Linked DNA regions of Mus musculus: all the other regions are linked to region 2. The links are chromatin contacts, called in public capture Hi-C and promoter capture Hi-C maps. All regions are on one chromosome and are shown on one strand. Each heading gives the region's core, a stretch centred on a gene start, on an enhancer-like site or on the middle of the called end of the contact. The rest is flanking DNA. Distances are from core to core; before and after follow the strand shown.

What was found. Promoter capture Hi-C pulls out the DNA fragments that hold promoters and counts their contacts. Capture Hi-C pulls out chosen DNA fragments and counts their contacts.
Region 1: a contact with region 2 is called in a promoter capture Hi-C map of liver, with 1.9 times the contacts expected there. The contact joins the promoter of Mrpl28 here to the promoter of Chtf18 in region 2. A contact is called at or near these places in 1 of 39 promoter capture datasets (liver), 1 of 484 Hi-C or Micro-C datasets (CD4 T cells) and 1 of 115 datasets of contacts at active chromatin or transcription factors (pancreatic cancer cells).
Region 3: a contact with region 2 is called in a promoter capture Hi-C map of pre-B cells, with 3 times the contacts expected there. The contact joins the promoter of Gnptg here to the promoter of Chtf18 in region 2. A contact is called at or near these places in 6 of 39 promoter capture datasets (the 3T3-L1 cell line, HPC-7-derived erythroid cells, embryonic stem cells and 3 more), 1 of 484 Hi-C or Micro-C datasets (the G1E-ER4 cell line), 4 of 115 datasets of contacts at active chromatin or transcription factors (embryonic forebrain, large pre-B cells, memory CD8 T cells and 1 more) and 1 of 9 other capture datasets (embryonic stem cells).
Region 4: a capture Hi-C map of embryonic stem cells shows a contact between it and region 2, with 4 times the contacts expected there. The contact joins the promoter of Baiap3 here to the promoter of Chtf18 in region 2. A contact is called at or near these places in 2 of 39 promoter capture datasets (the 3T3-L1 cell line and maxillary cranial neural crest), 1 of 484 Hi-C or Micro-C datasets (the G1E-ER4 cell line), 4 of 115 datasets of contacts at active chromatin or transcription factors (SST interneurons, astrocytes, craniofacial prominence and 1 more) and 1 of 9 other capture datasets (embryonic stem cells).

The regions. Positions count from the first base shown.
Region 1 is chr17:26,122,252-26,125,310 of GRCm38.p6, reverse strand. It overlaps Mrpl28 (mitochondrial ribosomal protein L28), which reads right to left and starts at 1,808. Exons shown (of 5, transcript NM_024227.3): 1 at 1,462-1,808; 2 at 603-755; 3 at 1-54. The coding sequence starts at 1,749. It overlaps Pgap6 (post-glycosylphosphatidylinositol attachment to proteins 6), which reads right to left. Exons shown (of 13, transcript NM_021793.2): 13 at 2,057-3,059.
Region 2 is chr17:25,725,834-25,728,816 of GRCm38.p6, reverse strand. It overlaps Chtf18 (CTF18, chromosome transmission fidelity factor 18), which reads left to right and starts at 1,402. Exons shown (of 22, transcript NM_145409.2): 1 at 1,402-1,570; 2 at 1,697-1,876; 3 at 1,969-2,116; 4 at 2,268-2,442; 5 at 2,845-2,937. The coding sequence starts at 1,480. It overlaps Rpusd1 (RNA pseudouridylate synthase domain containing 1), which reads right to left and starts at 1,100. Exons shown (of 6, transcript NM_028009.4): 1 at 970-1,100; 2 at 426-614; 3 at 171-294. The coding sequence starts at 607.
Region 3 is chr17:25,238,674-25,241,566 of GRCm38.p6, reverse strand. Gnptg (N-acetylglucosamine-1-phosphotransferase, gamma subunit) reads left to right here and starts at 1,451. Exons shown (of 11, transcript NM_172529.3): 1 at 1,451-1,507; 2 at 1,596-1,653; 3 at 1,725-1,792. The coding sequence starts at 1,456. It overlaps Tsr3 (TSR3 20S rRNA accumulation), which reads right to left and starts at 1,397. Exons shown (of 6, transcript NM_026676.3): 1 at 1,203-1,397; 2 at 904-1,123; 3 at 310-503. The coding sequence starts at 1,314.
Region 4 is chr17:25,255,055-25,258,060 of GRCm38.p6, reverse strand. It overlaps Baiap3 (BAI1-associated protein 3), which reads left to right and starts at 1,697. Exons shown (of 34, transcript NM_001163270.1): 1 at 1,697-1,900.

The DNA of each region.
Region 1 (3,059 bases), core at 559-3,058, 400 kb before region 2:
CATCCCTCGCTTCAGGTCCATGCCAAACTTGGAGCCCAGGTCCTCCTTAGGGGTCTGGCAGAAGGTTCACATAGGGTCGGGTGCTACAGCAGGCTCACCACCCCACCCCCCCACCCTGTCAGCTGACCCTATGGGTTCTTCTTCAGCTGCTGGCAGCCCTAAGCTAGACCACAGCAGAACAGGCATTGGGATCAGCGCTAGCATCCAAGCCTATATGGGTCAGGCCCAAGGCATGCATGGTGGCGCACACCTTTAATCCCAGCACTCGGGAGGCAGAGGCAGGCAGATTTCTGAGTTCGAGGCCAGCCTGGTCTAGAGTGAGTTCCAGGACAGCCAGGGCTATACAGAGAAACCCTGTCTCGAAAAAAAAAAAAAGAAAGAAAGAAAGAAAAAGAAATGGCTACAACCATTGGACAAGTCAGCGACTCACAGGGAGTGGCCTCAGCAAGACAGAAAGCTTCAGGGGCTGCACCAACAGGGACTCAGTCCTACTTGTAATGGCTACCCTGGGGTGCCCCACACTCCCTGCCCATGCCCATGCAGTGCACTCGGCACTTCCCACGAGTCTGACAAGACCTTGGAGTGCACTAACCCCTGCTTGCCTTGAGAATATAGAAGTCAAATCCATAGGCCTCATCGATGAGATCCAGGGTCCTCATGGTCACAGTCACGGTGAACTTCTTGTCCAGGATTTCACTGTAAAGCTCCCGAGTGAACAGCTGTGGCTTCCACACCTTCTTCACCCTCTTGGAGAGCTAAGGGTGCAAGAGAAACCTCCCGTTTTCCTATAGACCAAGTGGGCCCCAAAGCACCCTTCTGGAACCTGGGCTACTGTGAGCCAGGCCCTCTCCCTTCCTCAGACGCTCCTCAGGACCACTGATGCAGGTCAGGGCCCCTGAGCTGGCTCTGGACACCCACCCACCTAGATGTCTGCTTCACTCAGGCTAGCCCTAATGCTACTGGTATATGTTCCAGATTCTCACACAGCTGAAACCCAGTAGCCACAGGCAAGTGAATGACACCCTGGAAGGCCTGAAACATACTCTCTCCTCCCACAGGGCTTGCCTAGGAGCAGAGTATCACCAGAAGAGATAGACTCCAGGCAGTCATCTCGGTCTTTTTGATTTTTATGTACTAGGAGCAAAGTTATTCCGTCCTAAAAATGAGGGAAATGCGCATAGAAACTAGCAGGTGACAAGCAGATTTCACTTCTCCCTCCTCTTCGGCACAAGCTTCGAATCTATCCTTCCTCCTTCCTTTTCTCCACCACTGTCCCCACTCTGTCCTTACTTTTGATACTATCTGATCCAGGACCACCCCACTTCAGGACTAGACTTTGCTATCGGAGTTAGCTTGCTCCGTAAACAAAACGCTTGTGTTAGTCTGGTTGACCGTTTGTGGCGCCCAGAGCAGCGCCTGCTCAGCAAAGCATGCAGAACAGCCGAGATGGTCCGCACCCACCTTGTCGTTGTTGGCGTATCTGTAGCCTAAAATCAAGCCCTCTCCACCCCACAGTCCCTGCTGGGACTCTGGAGGGTAGTGAACTGGAATGGGTACGTCCTCAACGCGCTCGCGCTGCCCATTCTTGGGGTTGATCTTGAACTTGGTCCCGTGAGGTTTGTAGTGTACCGGGGTCGGCGTCCGTTCTTCTTCCAGTGAGCGCAAGAAGTGGGCGGGCAAGCGCGCACAGATGCCCTGCCGCAGCCGCAGCTTCTGCCACAGGTGCACAGGATACCTGTGCAGCGGCATCGCGCGACCCTCTACTTCTAGGAGAGCGCGCCCGCGCCTCCCGGAACCGGAATAGCGTCACCGAACGTGCGCCTTCGCTCGCTGCCAATTGGCAGCAACGCCCGTCCATCTAAACTAATCCCTTTCCCTCCGCCTCCTTTAGGGACCATGAAAAATTATCTACTGCGAATGGGTTCAAGGCACCGTCTGCCAAGTGCAGCCCAGGAGTTCCCCAGCAGCTTTGGCAAGCCTGTTGGGAAAGGCTACCCTGAGCTCAACCTCCCTTTCCCTCCAGGGACGCAAGGAAAAAAAAAAAAAAGACCACTCATTTGATTTGAAAAATTATTGTAGAATATTAAATTCACCAATTACATAAAAATATGCCTTCATATCTTAGAACAGTAACATTTTACCACCTGCCCCCCACCCCCAACAGAATATACACATTTCCCCTTTCAGGGGCTAAAGTGTGCTTTGGTGCCAAATAAAGGATGTTAGTAGCTTGGGAAGGAGCCCAGAAGCCCACACCTGCAATCCCAGTACTCAGAGCAGATGAGCCTCACAGTGGGAACCAAATGGCCTGGGCACACAGCACTACCAGCTCAGTGACCCCAGGAGACCAGAAAGATTGGGCTGGGGATCCAGAACCCACTCCTTAATCCTCAGTTGATCCAGTAGGGGTCAGCCTCATCCAAGTGTCTAGGGCCAGCACAGGAGAATGCTCACCAGACTGGGGCCTTGGACCCCTTAAGAGAGAAGGGAACACTAGCGAGCATTGTGTGCCTTCTGGAGCCAGACCTCATACAGCTGAGCAGCCTGCTACCTCAGGCTCTCCCGAAGGCCTCCTGCTCCAACAGACAATGAGGGAGGGACAGCACACAGCACTCCAGGTCTTAATCAGCTCTCTGATGACCCTGGACTCTACCATAGCAACTGCAGCAGGAGGGTATCCCCATGCCAAGGCAGGATGGCATTAAGGGTACAGGATGTCAGAGACAGTGAGTGACCTCTGTGCACTCAGACTTCCTTGCTTGTGGGTCTCATATCACGGCTTTCCAAAGGAAGGGGACCACAGGAATCCCTTATCTGTATCCCCATCCATAACAGCGTGATCAGCCCACACGTGGCACCTGTGGGCTCCAGGTGGAAACAGCTGTGACCTTCAGAGGAATTGGCAGCAGCCATAAAGATTTTTTGGGGTGGAGGGGGTCTTCTCTGGAGAAAGAAGCCAAGCGTCTCAGGACAATTTTATTCAGATGGAAACCTGGTTGGGGCTAGACAAGCACCTCTCTCGCTTGTCCTAGCTGAAGAGGTCATTAGAGTTTCAGGTG
Region 2 (2,983 bases), core at 153-2,652:
AAGGACATCACATGCAGCTCACTGGGCCACACTGTCATCTCTGAGAGGAATGTGGCTGAGCTCTAGATAGGCACATAAGCCTGGCACGGAGCTTCAGTTGAGAGGCCTGCTGGAGTAGGCTGTGAGCCTTGGGTCTCCACACAGCATCCCAGGAACTGGCCAGGACTTACCAGTGCCAGGTAGGCTTTGGTGACTCGCCGTTCCTTGAAGCATTTATAAGCACTGCCCGCAGCTGCCTTATTCAGGGCTACGCACAGTGCCCCACTGGTGGAGAAGTCCAGCTGGTGGCAGAACCTGGGAACGGGCAGAAGAGCAGCAGTGGCTGGACCCTGTGGTGCTCTGGTTAGCACCTTTGTGGCAGAGTCCAGTGTCCCAGCATCCTTTGGAAGGATGCTGCAGTGGGGCTCTCCATGTTGGCTGTGTACCTGAACCCATAGCAGGTGTCAGGGTCAGCCAGCTCTGGGAAGTGGTGTCGGAGCTGCTTCTGTAGGGTCAGGGTCTCCCGCCAGGTCTTGCTATCAATGCGCAGGTCCCAGTGCTTGTTCACCACCAGGAAGTCGCTGCTCTGGTACACGATGGACAGATTTTCCATGCTGCCAGGCTCCATGGTGGGGCTGCACGCAGGTGGGAGTGAGCCTGGGGTAGGAGGGTGCCTGACCTGGTCTTCAAGTACTGTACACACTTACTGGGGCCAGAACCTGCTGGAACCCTTTATGTCTTCCACAAGGGCCCATGCCAGGGGTGTCAGCTCCGGAATGGGAGTCTGGCCAAGGTCAGGTGATTCTGACTTGCCATGGACTCAGGGTTAGGGAGCTCTCCCTGACTTGAAGTGGAATAAACAGCCTGGTTGTCCAGCTCACGCCTACACACTTCACGCTAGGTTATTGCCCAGGACCACCCAGGACTTCAAGCGCTCCCTAACTTGCCTCCCACCAGCCTGTGACCACAGGCAGACCCTTTAGGACTTACCTGCAACAGGGCCAAGGGACCAGGATGTCAATTCTCAGCTCTGCATCCAACCTCGCTTCCCTATACTAGGAACCAGGTCTTGGCCTGGCTGGCGCGCAGCTCCGCCTTTTCACCCTGCCCATTCCACTTTCCTAATGGATGGTCGTACTGGCCAATGGCATTCCGGGCCTGGAGCTCCGCCCACTGAAGAATGGTAAGGCCCTACCCGAATAGTCTGCGCACGCGCTTTTTTAGTCCCACCTATTTCCCCGCCTCCCCCACGGATTACTTACTGTACAGGCCAATAGAAAGCGTTCTTGATCCTCCACTCCAACCATTGAACTATTATTCCTCTCCTCCCGCCCTCTGGGAGTAAGACCCGCCCTTCCCCGCTGGCCAATGGCGGGCGCCTCTGGGAACGTCGGCTGTTGATTGGCGGTATTGGAGGCTCTCGGGGCGGGGTAGCGCGCGGTGGCGGCGGCGCGGGAAGTTCTGAGGGACTCTGAGCTGTGGGAGTTGTGGTCTGGCTCCATGGAAGACTACGAGGAAGATCTGTATGGTGTGGAGGATGATTTCCAAAACCAGTTCGCAGCTGAGCTCGAAGTGCTGGCTGAGCTGGAAGGTGGGCGCGGGTCCTGGGTCGTGGCTGCATCCTGCTGCAGCATGGAGAGCTGTGTGGATGGGATTGGTAACGGCTGGGAGTTCGCTTCTTAATGTGTGTTGCTGCTATCAACCTCTGTCTCAGCAGGAACACGGGACCAGGCTCCTCCTGGGACCCTCCAAACTCCAGCGAGCCGCCCTCCGCTAACCTTCGAAGAGGCCATCGCTGGTGGGGACACTGTCCCGCGTCCCTGCCCTGCAGGGTCGCCAGGAAATGTCAACCGCAATACTAGAAAGAATGTTCGTAGGGACCAGCCCGCGCCCTCCAGTATGTCCGATTGGGGACTGAGCACTTAAAGTCGGGGAATTCTGAGGATCAGTTTTCTATTCTTTCACCTCTTTCTGCCTCTGTCTCTGCAGGCCCCATGGTCAAACGACCCAGGTTGGACGTGGTGAAGAAGCTGAACTTTGAGCCAGATATGGAGGAGCTCTTATATCCAGATTCCCCTCCTGGGGACATTACCCCTCCACCGAGTCCAGAGGTCTTCCCTGAGATGTTGGATGCTGGGTGTGTTGCTTAAGGGCATGTAATTCTGACTTGGAAAGCTGCCTGTCCCTGCATGAGGCTCTGGAAGTGGATGTCTATGGGACGGCAAGAGGAGTGAGTGTGGGTCAAGCACCCCATTTGAGAGTGACAGGGAGCTGCTTGTCTCTCCTAGGTATTCAGATGCTAATGCTGACAAAGACCTCATGCAGACATTGCCAAGTCCCCGAAATCGCAATCCTGTCCTGAGACGGCCTCCTATCTTAGAAGATTATATCAATGTGACATCCACAAGTGGAGAACGGGCCTTTTTGGTGCTTCGGGCTGACCTCATAGGCCCTGGGGTGCAGGTGTGTGGCCATAGCATGGGGTTTGCCATGGTATTGGTTCTTTTATGTTGCCAATAGGCTCTCAGCAGGTTCTGAGGCCAGTTTCACCTATCTGAATTGCTAGAAACAGGCACGCCAGGTAGTCCAGTGTTGGAAACAGCAGTGCTACTTTTGAGGCTACGTGGCCTTAGAGTGCCGCCTTGTACCCCATATATTAGCTTTCTGTTTTTCTTTTCCTCTTCACCTTAAAGCTGACTTCCCTTGGACCAGGCCCATCTGAGGGCCATATCCATCCCCTCTCTAATTAGGAAAGGTCATTTCTGTCCCTCTGTCAGCCTTTTTTGGGGGGTGGGGAGAGAAGGGCACTGTGGATGCCTCCATGACCTGGGAGGGTTATAGAGATGATAAATCTGTCTTGCCCAGAACCCTCTTCTAGATGTCCACTGGCGAGGCTGTGGCCAACTGGACCTGCTGGGTGTCCCCTTCGCCTCCCTGAAGGAGCAAGTTGATAGCAAGGTAGGTTTAGTGGAGTGGGGAGTTTATGTGTTGAGTCTAGTGCTGG
Region 3 (2,893 bases), core at 202-2,701, 490 kb after region 2:
CTGAGAAACAGTCCTATTATCCTAGTCTCTGTGTCTTACGGGGTAGCCATTGGGCCCACACACCATCCAGGGAAGGCAGTGGTCCATTTTGCCTCTACCTCTGCTTCATAAGGTTAAGACTGTATGTGGGCACTGAGACTGAAGACAAAGGCTGTTTTCTAATGGCTCCCAATATATTCTCCTCACATCCCACCCCCTTGCTCAGACTCTGCCAGAAGAAACCCCAGTCTCCAGGTGAGGGAGGAGGAGGGGGCAAGCAGTCAGCCTCCAGACTGCCATTGCCAGGCTTCTGTCAGACCCAAAACTCACCTACGATGCAGAAGGCAGCAGCGAAAGCTTCCACACAGGAAAGTTTGCAGGGCCGGCCATAGTTTACAGGGTTGGCAGCTACGAGGTAAGGCAGGAGCCGCAAGTGGCTCCCTCGCATCTTCTGAAAGGGTGTGTCGTCCAGTTTGGCCCAGGAGCAGTCTATGACTGCGACCCCTGACTGTGCCACCAGCTGTCTGTCAGAGAGTGTAGGGTAGGTTCTAGGGCCCCAAATAAGGCACATCCTTGGAGACTGGCTTCACTACAGATGAGAGATCACTCTGCTATTTCGAAGTTATGGTTTATTGCAATAGTAGAAAGAACCCTTCAGGAAGCAGTTGAGGGTAGCTGGACAGTGTTTACTTTACACAACAAATGTTTCTCCTAGGCTTTCTACACTATAGCCCTGCTCTATGAAAAGGGTCAAATTAAATACAACTCTGCTCATATGAAAGATGTGGACATCCAAGACCAATAAGCAAGGCTTGAAGAAAATGATACTCCTGATACAGGGCAGTTTAACAAAGACAAGATGGTGGGAAGGGCATTCCAACCCCTCTCCGACCCCTCCCCGATCCCCAGGCCTCTGGTGTCTACCTGTCTGCCGGAGACACGTACTCAGTGCCTACTGGGCTGAGCACCAGACCGCCAAACCTTTGGCTCAGGCGCAGGCAGCGCACCAGACCCAGACGGGCCAGTTTGCGGCCCGTGCAGCGCTTGGGGTCGCAGTGACCAAGCTCCCACATAGCCAAGGCACAAGGCAGCGCCGCAGGGCCCGGGCCGCCCTGGTCCTCGGCCTCCTCGGGCTGCACGGATGCTACAAGGAGAGAGAGAAGGCCGGGTCCTCAGCGCCTGCTCCCAGGCCCGACCCGCTGCTCCGACTGCTCCAAACTCACCACGCAGCGCAGCGCCCACCTCTTCAGCGAAAGCATCCAGAGAGCGGCCAGAGGGTCGCCGAACACGACCGCTCTCTTTCCTGGATCCGCGAGCAACTTTCTTGCGGCCCATAATGTTAGATGAAATCCGAGATGAAATCCTCAGCTCCAGCGTTTGTTCAAGAGCGTGCGCGCGTGCGCGCTCGCACAGCTTCCGGTTTTGAGGGGAGTCAGTTCCGGCTGTCACTCACGTGACCGTGAGACCCTAGGAGCAATGGCGGGGCGGCTGGCTGGCTTCCTGATGTTGCTGGGGCTCGCGTCGCAGGGTCAGTGGCTCCGCGCACATAGCCCCCCGCGCGCTGGCGTCGCTCGCGCCTCCGCTCCCTACTCACCACCTCTCTCCCCGCTCCGCAGGGCCCGCGCCGGCATGTGCCGGGAAGATGAAGGTGGTGGAGGAGCCTAACACATTCGGGTGAGCGGATCACGGTCCTGCGGCTTGGGGACCGAGCCTGGCTGGCTCTTCTGACCTTCTCTGTTCCATAGGCTGAATAACCCGTTCTTGCCCCAGGCAAGCCGCCTTCAGCCCAAGAGAGAGCCTTCAGCTGTATCCGGTGAGCGCGGGAGGGTGCGGAGCTGGCCGAGGTGCTGACTGAGGGGGCCGAAAAAAGCTCTCGGTTAGGGAGGGAAGGGTGCCTTGGATGAAGGACTCATAATGTACTCGCTGAAGGGTTACGAATTCGTTTGTCAAACTTGAGTGTTTTAAATGCTCTGAAGTATATACTGGAACTGCAATCCCCTCTCGCTCCCAGGGTTGGCGATTACCTAGGGCTAAGCAAGCAAGCGCTCAAGGCTTGGGTCACATCCCTAACTTTTGTGGGGTTTTTGTTTTGTTTCGTTTTGTTTTTCGGGACAGGGTTCCTCTGTATAGCCCTGGAACTCTTTGTAGACCAGGCTGGCCCGGAACTCAGAAATCCGCCTGCCTCTGCCTCCCAAGTGCTGGGATTAAAGGCGTGTGCCACCCCCGGCTACTTTTGTGTTTTTAAGGTAAGAGTCTTTCAAAGTCTTTTATAGTAGACTCAAGCTGGCCTCCAACTTGTGGTATTAAAGCCTCTACTTTCCACAGGTGCTTAGACCAATTAGAAGCTCTAGGGATGTTGGGTATGAAGACTCAACACTCCAGGTGTATCTAGCCCTTTCTAGGTCTTACGGAGTGGAGAGGGCACCAGCACAGGAAATTTGGGACTAAGATCCTAGGAGGACTGAAAGACAAGCTGTTGGAGGTGGCTCAGGGCTGGCCAGCATAAAAGAACCTTGGCAACCCAGACACTATTGCATATGCCAGAAAGATCTTGCTGAAGGGACCCTGTTATAGCTGTCTCGTATGAGGCTATGCCAGTGCCTGGCAAATACAGAAGTGGATGCTCACAAGTCATCTATAAGATGGAACACAGGGCCCCCAATGGAGAAGCTAGAGAAAGCACCCAAGGAGCTGAAGGGGTCTGCAACCCTATAGGTGGAACAACAATATGAACTAACCAGTACCCCCAGAGCTCATATCTCTAGCTGCATATGTAGCAGAAGATGGCCTAGTTGGCCATCACTGGGAAGAGAGGCCCCTTGGTATTGCAAATTTTATATGCCCCAGTACAGGGGAATGCCAGGGCCAAGAAGCAGGAGTGGGTGGGTAGGGGAGCAGGGTGGAGGGAGGGTAT
Region 4 (3,006 bases), core at 448-2,947, 470 kb after region 2:
GACTAAAAGCCTCTCTTTCCATGTTTGGATCTCAGATTCCTATCAGACAGGAGCAAATCTTAACCAACCCAGTCTCAGACGTTGGAGCCCCTGCAGTGGTGCTCCCCCCTCCACTTCCTGTTTACAGCAGGCTTTAGTTCATCCTTTTACCCCAAAGCCATTACCGTCACCATGGCAACCAGTTTCTCTCTCTCTCTCTCTCTCTCTCTCTCTCTCTCCCTCTCTCTCTCTCTCTCTCTCTCTCTCTCCCCTCCCCTGCCACTGCCACTGCCCTGTGTGTGTGTGTTCCAACAGGTTGGCAAAACATGACACAAGAGTATACTATGGGTGCATCAACTCCAGACTCTGGGAGAGGAGTTGGCTATCCCACTCCAACCCCTATCCCCTATAGCAGGACAGTGTGGGGCATAGAGTCCAGGACCTTCCCTTGCTCATCTGATATCCTGGTCCTGACAGTGGGTTTGACTTTTATCACTTTTGCCTGGCCGGACTGTGCCAAGCCAGAGGTTGACTGAGAACGGAGCATTCTGCAGGACAATATTCTGTTCTGGTGCCTGTCTTCAGTGATGGATGGAGGGACTGACAGAGATGTGAATTGGGATACAGACAGGTGACCTCACCTGTATGTCCCCTGGAATGAAGGACTATGGCCTGACTGTTGTCCCTCAGATGTTTCCTCTCCAAATCCCAGTAATGAGGAACAAAGGCCCCCCGCCCAGCACTCTGGAAAGTCTGTCGCCTCAGCAGAGATGTCATTTGCTACAGTCTGAAGTGGAGAATTTTCAGGCCTGCTTTCCTGACCCTCACACTGGTTGGAGTCCTTCCCATAAGAATGAGACCTTTAAACCGGTCAGTAGTGGGAAACTCTTGAGTTCAAGGCCAGCCTGGTCTACAGAGTGAATTTCAGGACAGCCAGGGCTACACAGAGAAACGAAAAATCAAACCAAACCAAACAAACAAAAGAATGAGACTTTTGGTATAAACTCCAAAGTGGAACTACTTAGAAGCAACATGGCCACCAGTGGTTTCCCACCGAAGTTTGTGTCAGTCTTCAGGGGCCTACTGAGCCCTGGAACAGCCAAGAACAACTCCCAGTGGGTGCTGAGAACCCACACAAAGAACCCTGTCAGGTATTTCCTCTGCCCCAGCTTCAGAGCTCGCACTTTTAGGAACTGGACAGGCAACTCATTTAACAAGTCTCCAGGTGACCTCAAGTGGTGGAGGGGGCCTTAGGAGAAGTGGGCTGGGAACAGCAGGATGTGGCTTAATGTGTGTCTTCTGCACACATTCACAGATAGCAGTGACATCACGAGATGTCCCAGGTTAATACCAGAGCTGACTTCCCTGGAAGAGAGCAGCTCCGGGTAGTACTGAGCAGCAGAGCTTTTGTGAGAGGGTTGACTTTGGATATGGCTGTACAGCACTTCAAGAAACACCAGGCACTTCGTGTTTCCTTTGGGCGACTGTTTCTTTTGGGCGACTGTAGCTTCCCTGCGGCCCTGGGAAGGAGACCCCGTGACAGCCTCCTCCCTCGGGGCAGGAGAAGGGGGGTGGGGGGACAGCTAACACAACCTGTCCCTGCACCCACCTGTAGGTTACTGAGCCCTGTGCCCAGAGCAGGGTCTCTCTGGCCACTACCGTGCTGGTAGAGACCCCCTGCCGACCCCAAACGCGCAGGGTAGGGGTGGGCAGGGCTGGAACCTCTGACCAGCAAACCAGGCCAGGCCCCGCCTCCGCCCGCCCGCGCCCCCCGCCCGCGGCGCCCGCTCTGCAGTGCTCAGTCTCCAGCGCGCGCGGCTGCTAGCGGTCGCTGTGCCTCGGTGTCCCCAGCTAGTGCGACAGCAACGCCAGCGCCAGCAGGGACCCCCCCGACCCTGTGGCCCCCGAAGCCCTGTCCACGGTGAGTGCTGTAACTCCTGCCCAATGTCGTCAGACTGCCGTCGAGGCTTAACCTGCTTTTTATCACAGACAGACAGACGGACGGACGGACGGACGCGACCGCCCCCTCGGGCTTAGCCCCACCCCCACCCCTGGCTTCTGCACTACGCTCCGGGTGGAGCACGGGAATTGCTGGCGTCAGAGGCAATGGGAAACTGAGGTCCTGGGGAAACTGAGGCCGCGCGTGCTCAGAGAGAGGGGCGGGGTCGCACGGCCGGCGTCCTAGGCTCTGAGCTAAGTAAAGGGCTACTGGAGGTCCACACTGCAGAATTCCCCGGGAGGGTTGAAGGGTGAGACCTCCAGAGCCAGAGAGTGCACACCTTCAACCTCGGTTCCCACGGCCGCCGCTGCTGAGCCACCTGACTGTAACCCTTTTTCCCAATAGAGGCCCCTGACTGAAGCGGAGCTGGGGACCTCGGAGACGCCCTACGGGGCTTCTCTGAACAGGTTGAATCCCCTCAAGGCCCCAGCGCCCGTGTCCCTACCACTTTCCGACTCCCCTCATGAGACCTTTGCCCTCAGTAACCCAAAATCCCTGCCAGGGTAAGCCTTTTTCCTCCCTAGTTACCCAGGAATTCGGGTCCCACCATTTGCCTGGGGTCTGACTGTGTGTGTGTGTGTGTGTGTGTGTGTGTGTGTGTGTGTGTGTGTGTGAGAGAGAGAGAGAGAGAGAGAGGCACAGAGGTAGAGACAGAGACAGAGACAGAGAGACAGAATCAGAGAGAGACAGAAATAGAAACAGAAAGAAAGCAAGACCAAGACCAAACTCCCTTCAGACCTCCTGCCTTCAAGGAGAAGAAGGTAACCTCAATAGAACAGGGGAGGGTAACCACAGCCTCCCCCGCCCCTATCATCAAAAACAGCCGATCAGGAGCAACTAACTCAACAGAGACAGGTAAGTAGCAGGTAAGACTCCAGGGTAGAGTGAACCAGTCTCCATCTGTAGGCCTGGAGAGCATCCATCCACAGAGAGCACAGTGCAGATCTCCCCCTACACACCCCTACACTCCCTGTGACTCAGGGAGGGATGAGCTTGCAAACAGAATGTGTAACAGGTAGACCACCTGA